2 separate regions of the Urocitellus parryii genome follow, and region 1 is linked to region 2. A link is a contact called in public Hi-C data. All regions are on one chromosome and are shown on one strand. The core of a region is the stretch at or near the end of the contact, and the rest is flanking DNA. Distances in the headings are between cores, read along the strand shown.

Region 1 (3,605 bases), core at 709-3,208, 240 kb before region 2:
AAAACATGAATCACTGAGTCTCGGGGGGATAAGGCAAGACAGTGAAGATCACTATGAGGACCAGTGGAAGTTTCAGAAGAGTGACACATATAGGAACTATGTGGATAGCTGGGGAGCAGGCAACTTGAGGAAAGGCCTATACCTCTGGAGATCTCCAGGGTCCCCTTCAAACCTGGGTGCCAAAGAGGGTAGGAGCCAATCAGCTGTGGGTTGAGGAGGGAAGCTGGTGGAAGTGGAGATAGGGAGTGATTCTGAAGGAAAGGGATGGAACAGTGTCCTACGGCTATAGGAACAGGACTTGGGGTACTGTTTAGGAGGCTGGGAGAGGCTGCTTAAGAGGGCTGGGCCCATGGTGGGAAAAGGCAGCTTACTGTTCTTTATATGCAGAGTGAAGCAGCTGCTGCCAACTGGAGTGAGGCAGATGTCTGATCCCAGAAGGCACCCCAACTCCTTGGTTTCAAAGAGACATCTATAGCAACGCAGGTATTTGGGGAGATGAGGTGGTTGAGGGGGTCCCGGATTGTCAGGAACGAGCTTACCTAGAATACAGAAAAGCAATGACCCCAAACCCCTCATACCTGATTCTGGGTTGGCCAATCCCACTGTCCTCTCCCCACCTCAGAAAACCATAAAATCCCTGATTCTTTAAATCCATTTGGTTTAGTATAGCAGAAGCTTTAGTCCTTATTAAAAAAATCTTTGTTCTCTCTTCTTTTGCCTCTAAAGGTGAGAATTAATTAAATCACTTATTCATTCATTCAACATGTATTTGAAGAGCTAACATTTGCCCAGCGCTCAGTCTCTCTCAAATTCACAGGTGAGGCTGAGACAGCCCATACCAGCTTTGTACAGCCCTGTTAGGGCAGTTCTTCCTCTGTAACTTTCTCTCTAAATCCTCTGTCCCCCAGACTCTTTTCCAAACATGCTTCATTTTATTTGTGATATTAGGGATTGAACCCAAGGCCTCACACTTTCCAGGAAAGCTTTTTTATTTTGAGACGGTGTCTTACTAAGTTACCTAGGCTGGCCTTGAACTTGCAATTCTCCTGCCTCAGGATCCTGAGTAGCTGGGAAATTCTCCTGCCTCAGGATCCTGAGTAGCTAGGATTACAGGTGTTCCCCAACATACTTGACATGAACTTTTTAAAATCCATAATGCTGAGAAATAAACAAGAGTGCATCACAGGCCAGAAAGACTATGCTTCATGCAGACAGGGGACGTCAAGCAGCCCATGCCACATGCTTTGTTTTTGCAGTCCTATCACAGGAGAGGCCCATATTAAACTTTGTCCACTCAATACCCATTCTCTCCCTCCTTCCCCAACTACATGTATATACATCCCCCTCTTCCTTTAGTCCTCAGCTCAGACCAAACATTAATGAAACCTCAGACTCAGCAGAGCACTTGGGTGAGGCAGAGGCAAATACTAAACAAACACTTTGAATCCTGTTTCTCTATAGATGGTGCTTTCATCCCAGTAAGATCATCAAACAGAATTTAGCCTAGTTCTACTTTGTGGATTCTGCTTCCATCGTTGGAAAAGTACTTTCTCAAACTTCCCTATTCGGTTGTCCTCAGATTTGGATAGAATTCCTTCAGTATCTCCATTCAGATCACTGTCACTAAGTGAGACAGCCATGGGGCAGTTCCTAGAAAAGATCCTCAGGGTCAATATCAGTCCTTAGGCAAACCCAGGTATTTCCCTACCACACCTGTCCATTGCATCTTTTCTGCTGCCTGGGTTTACCTAAGCATCCTGGGCATATGTGCCCAGACAATCAGTTTATTTATTTCTCCATCCAGCAGGCCAGGAAACCCTTCTGAACCCTTGGAGCCACTTACCAAACACCAAGCTCATCATGACCATCACTATTAAGAAGATGCTGTACAGGGATTGGGGGATGCTGTGGAGGCTCAGAGGCCCCAGACTCAAGCTCCCTGAAAAGCCTGCCATGAAATGCACCACTGCCCTCTGGCCTCTGTTCTGGGCTTATATTGGTGGAAAAGAGGTTGGCCAAGAGGAAGGAGAGAGGCAACACATTTAGGATGGAAATCAGTGCCAGAACAGTCAGATCAGAGTGTCCTCACCCACAGCCACTCCAGATCTTAATCCTGCTTGGGGCAGGGACCCAGAAACAGAAGAATGAGAGGGAAACTTTTATATTAATTCATCAGGTGTTTATTGATTTACTGCATCAGATGTTGAAGATAAGCAGTGTCCAAAGCCCCAGCCCTCACAGGACACAGTCTAGTGGAGGAGATAAGTCAACAGGCAATGGTGGGAAGAGGCAGAGTGCTGCTGGGAGCACATGGATAGTAGAAATCACTATCCAGAGGGATTTCAGCAGAAGAGAAAGGCGATCAGATTTCTCATAAAAGACTGCCATTGTTTGCCTGTAATCCCAGAGGCTTGGGAGGCTGAGGCAGGAGGATCGAGAGAGTTCAAAGCCAGCCTGGGCAACAGCGAGGTACTATGCAACTCATTGAGACCCTATTGCTAAATCAAATACAAAATAGGATTGGGGATATCATTCAGTGGTTGAGTGCCCCTGAGCTCAATCCCTGGTGCAAAAAAAAAAAAAAAAAAAAAAAAAGATTTCCATTGTTACACATGGGAGAATGGGAGAATGCAGGGAAATAGGGAGCTATTCCCGAGTTCAGTCACAAGATGGCGGCCTGGTCTCGCTGAAGAGAATGAAAGAACCTGAGCATTTAGAAAAAAGATTGTACAGATTTGGTGTATGAATGAGTAAGTGAAGGAATGGGGAATAGATTCGCACGAGGAGATGACTGGTAGTATCATTTTCCAAGTACCATGTCTTTCCAAAAGCGGGAATATCTGGATCACAGAGAAACAGTGACACTCTCCCCACCCCTATTCTCAGACTGGTGCCCCCTTGAGGTTCCGGGGCACCTTCTCCCCCACCACCCCTTTTATTCCACCCCCGCCCAAGCTCAGCTGCAGGTCAGTGAGTCTAATCTCCGGCTCCTACATGTTCCCGCGCCGTGCGTTCTCTCTCCGCGCCTGACTGCACCTTAGAATTCTCAGGAGGATGCGGGGGCGGCCCCTGCCCAAGCACAGTTCGCTTGGCGTCAAGCCAGCGCGAGCAGCGCGCGGGGACCCAAGGGTGAGCCAGCGGACACTCTGTGCATGAAGCGGCTTACCCGGAAGGTGGTGCTGTAGTACCACCGTTCCTCCGGGTAGATTCCGGAGTCCGCGGCCCCAGGGCCCCCGCCCATTTCCTCGGCGCTAGACCTGCCGGGCTCCCCCACTTCACCAGCTCAGTCCCCACCTCCTTAGATCAGTCGCAGATAGACTCAGGGATTTTACTTTTAAGGACACTGGGCTTAAAAGTAAGGACACTGGGAGGTCCTCGGCGTCCAGGACGACATCACCTGCTCCGGTTTCCCCTTTGGAGGTTTGGGGCGGGGTCCTGAAGCCGGATTCTCTGCTAATGCCCTGACTACTCAAGAATCACGCGATCTTGTAGTGTTGATGGGGAAGATGGTAAGAAACCGACAGGAAAAGCAAGGACGGGTCCCAGAAATAACGGGATGGAAGAAACACTAGAGAAAAACGCACGCTACTGCGCGCCCCACCCTA
Region 2 (3,972 bases), core at 1,206-3,705:
CGACCAGGAAAGGACACCTTGGCATGTCACTATTAAGGTACCAGGAAAGAGGGGTGGGCTTGGATCCCAGAGGTGAAAGCAGCTATAGGCCAGAGACACTGCAGTTTCTGAATATCACTTATTCCCTGCAGCCCAAGAACAACGAGGCCTGTCGGGGGGCTCTTGTCTCTGACCAGTGGGTTCTGACAGCAGCTCACTGCTTCCACAATGCTAAGGACCGCTCCCTGTGGAGGGTCAACGTGGGTAAGGCAGGGGCTTCACCAAGTTCCTGACCCCAAGGCCAGAGCGCTGGTTACCCGTCCCCAGCCTCTGGCCCCTTCAGGAGCCCTGATTCAGCCTCATCTACCGTATCATTCCCAGGGGATCCCAACTCCCAGTGGGGCAAAGAATTCCTTATTGAGAAAGTCGAGATCTCCCCGGGATTTGATGTCTACGCAAAGAAGGACCAGGGGATACAGGAGTTCTATGGTGATGACATAGCCTTGCTGAAGTTGGCCCAGAAAGTGAAAATGTCCACCCATGCCAGGTGCTTGATCCTAGGACAGGAGGATGCCCTGCAGGGGAGAGTGCTCTGGGGAGCCCCAGGATACTGAGGATGGGCTGTGTGACACTCACCCTTCTCTCCAGGCCCATCTGCATTCCCTGCACAGTGGAGGCCAACATGGCTCTGCGGAGACCCCAACACAGTACCTGTCAGGACCACGGTGAGTGCTGAGGTTTAGAGTTTGTAAAGAGCTGGGGCCAGAGCCTGGGGGTGCCAACAGGGACTAGACTTCTGTCTCCAAGCCAGAAGTCTGACTGGTGGGTAAAGGGACCTACAATCAACACCCTCTTCTCTTTGATGGCAGAGACAGAACTTCTGAACCAACAGAGCATCCCTGCTCATTTTGTGGCCTTGAATGGGAGCAAACTGAACATTAACCTCAAGACAGGGGAAGAGGTGAGGGTCTTAGGTGGGGGGGGGGGTTCTGGGGTCCCACTCAAGCCAGATCACAGAATGGTGCTCTTCCTCCTCTAGCTCCGGCTGCTTTTTCCACCTCACTTAAGTCACCCCTCCTCCCAGGCTTAGTGTTTTGCCAAGTGTCCCTAGGCCACTCATTTCATTCTTCCTTCCTGTTCCACCTCTACTGCAGAGGTCAGACTGTATCAAGGTAGTCTCCCAAGACAAAAAAAAGTTCCCCAACTTGACGGATGTCAGTGAGGTGGTGACAGATCAGTTTCTATGCAGTGGGACCCAGGAGGATGACAATCCCTGTAAAGGTGAGCACCCCCCATGTCTGGATTTCCCAAGGAAGGGCCACAGTGTTCCTGTGGCCAGCATGCATGCTAGGATGCCAGCACCTGCCCTGGATGACACACTGTCTCTTGTTCATCTTGCTGGCAGGAGAATCTGGGGGAGCAGTTTTCCTTGAGCGGAGGTTCAGGTTTTTCCAGGTGGGTACAGGGAAGCTCACAAGGCTGTCTACAGGAACTCAGCCTAGCTGGGGCAGGGGTGGTGATGGTGGTGGTGAGGGAGGTCTCTGAAGGAACCATGGGAGTCAGGGCTCAGAGCTGGGGCTGTGGCATCTTTCTACTTCATTTTCCTTTCTTTCAGGTGGGCCTGGTGAGCTGGGGTCTCTACAACCCCTGTTTTGGTGCTACCAACAAAAACTCCCGCAAAAAGCCTCCCCATGGTGCCCCACCACCCCGAGACTTCCACATTAACCTCTTCCGCCTACAACCCTGGCTGAGGCAGCATCTGGAGGGTGTTCTGAATTTCTTGCCCCTCTAATCATGGCCACCAATCCCTTGGCTATCTTGCCAGGATCTGCCTTCTCTCCTATCTCCTACCCCTGAACACCTACCCTCAGACCCTGTGGCCCATCCTCAATTCTAGCTGTGTGAATTCAGGAGCCCAGACACAGCATGCACAAGCAGGAAGGTCCCCCCGGGGTGCTGGCCAGTGTGTCTGCCAGCTGCATCCTCCCCTCCTGCTCCTGCTCAAATCCCTCACCCTGGTAAACATAACGTATTCCTTTCACTTTCACATGAAATTTCCCAGTTATGAAATTAATAAAAATTGATGATTTCCACATCTGTCTGTACCTCTGCCTGGGGGATGGGGAGGGCAGAATGATTCCAGGAAGGTCAGAGACCCTGCTGGACAAACAGCAGCTGGACTCTGCCCTATAACACAGTCAACAGGGAAACCAGCTGGGGGACTATTTCTGGTCTCTAGCTAGGGTGGTCTGGGATTGTTGGGGAGAACCTGGAAGCTGATATGAAGTGTCAAAGGGGAGAGTCCCAGACCTTGGGCAGCAAAGGGTGGGGCTTGTGTAGTTTCTATTTCTTCAATTGGCAGCTCAGTGGGGTCCTCCTGCTTGAACATTCCCGGAAAGTGATGTGTATAGGGAAGGCTGGACAAGCTGCAGGTGCCAGAACAGATTGCATAAAAGGCTGGGGGTTGGTGGGGAAGGGAGTGCCACTAGACTTAGGTCTAGAGTTTCAGCTTGGACACTGAGCCAAGCAGGCACACAGAAGGAACCTGGAGAAGCCCTCCTGACCCCAGCTCGCCCACTTCTCTCCTGCCTTCTATCACCATGGGGTGCCATCTCAGCCCCCACCTCTGTCTGGTATCTTTGGTCTTGGGCCTCTTGCCCGGAGGTAAGAAAGGGTCACCCCCACCCTCCTGCTGCCCCCAGCATTCTTCCTTGACTTTGTAGGGCCAAGCTTCACCAGTATTTCTTTTCAGGTGTGAACACAATTCCATTGCTGGCCCAGCCCCAAGGCTCCTGCTCTCTGGAGGGGGTAGAGATCAAAGGTGGCTCCTTCCAACTTCTCCAAGAGGGCAAGACCCTGGAGTACATATGTCCCTCTGGCTTCTACCCATATCCTGTCCAGACACGCACCTGCAGATCCACAGGGTCCTGGAGTTCCCTAAAGACTCAAGACCAAAAGATTGTCAAGAAAGCAGAGTGCAGAGGTTAGAGGCGGTGAGAACAGGGATGTGCTGAGACAGGGGATGATGGGGCAGGTGGTAGCCAAGGTCAGCACGCCTTGGGTGAGATTAGAGCTGTGTTGAGGCCAGCAGCCCAACAGGTTTGGCTAAACAGGGTAAGGGGCAGCCCTAGGGGTGCAGGTAAAAATCTGGGAGGCAGGGGGGCTCACCTTCACTAAACAGTTGCCCTGTATCTGGCAGCTGTGGCAGTGAAGAGAATGCTCAGGAATTGGGAGCAGATCAGCAGACCAGGGACTTGCTGTTTCTCAGTGACAAGGTCTCTGAGAGCAAGAGGGATACCCTGAAGATAGCCCTTCTATCTTGATGACTTTTACTTGTCCTCCTCCCCAAAGCGATTTACTGCCCAAGACCTCAGGAATTTGAGAATGGGTACTACTGGCCCAGGTCTTCTTATTACAATGTGAGCGATGAGATCTCTTTCCAATGCTACCATGGATACATTCTCCGGGGCTCTGCCAATCGCACCTGCCAAGTAAATGGCCGGTGGGATGGGCAAACAGCAATCTGCGATGATGGAGGTGAGAAGCCTGCCTGCTCCTGTCGACCACACTCTCTCCCTTACACATCCATCCCCAAGGAACAGGCATCACAACTGTTCTCTGACCTGCCCTCTCGGCCTCTGCAGCGGGGTACTGCCCAAACCCGGGCATTCCCATTGGCACAAGGAAGGTGGGAAGCCAGTACCGCCTTGAAGACACAGTCACTTACCACTGTAGCCGGGGGCTTACCCTGCGTGGCTCCCAACAGCGAAAATGCCAGGAAGGTGGATCTTGGAGTGGGACAGAGCCTTCCTGCCAAGGTGAGTCTTGACTTGGGCTCCCAGGTCAGATCCTACTCTCCAGTCCTAATGTTCCCACAGCAAGGCACTGTCTCCTTCTCTCTTCAACCCAGCTTCTCCTAACTTCTTCCAAACTCTGTAGAGCTTTCTTACTTCCAAGCCCTTCCCATCCTAGAAACACATCATCCTGTCTTTC

The links. Hi-C and Micro-C count contacts between places; a contact is called where the count stands out from the background.
Region 1: a contact with region 2 is called in a Hi-C map of liver, with 7 times the contacts expected there. The contact joins the promoter of Ly6g5c here to the promoter of Cfb in region 2. A contact is called at or near these places in 2 of 2 Hi-C or Micro-C datasets (liver and muscle).

The regions. Positions count from the first base shown.
Region 1 is chr8:119,008,870-119,012,474 of mUroPar1.hap1, reverse strand. It overlaps Ly6g5c (lymphocyte antigen 6 family member G5C), which reads right to left and starts at 1,958. Exons shown (of 3, transcript XM_026415398.1): 1 at 1,844-1,958; 2 at 372-539. The coding sequence starts at 1,955.
Region 2 is chr8:118,769,819-118,773,790 of mUroPar1.hap1, reverse strand. It overlaps Cfb (complement factor B), which reads left to right and starts at 2,455. Exons shown (of 18, transcript XM_026415335.2): 1 at 2,455-2,643; 2 at 2,732-2,962; 3 at 3,331-3,516; 4 at 3,624-3,797. The coding sequence starts at 2,580. It overlaps C2 (complement C2), which reads left to right. Exons shown (of 18, transcript XM_026415390.2): 11 at 1-37; 12 at 132-243; 13 at 361-526; 14 at 628-704; 15 at 849-940; 16 at 1,134-1,260; 17 at 1,385-1,434; 18 at 1,595-2,054. The coding sequence ends at 1,771.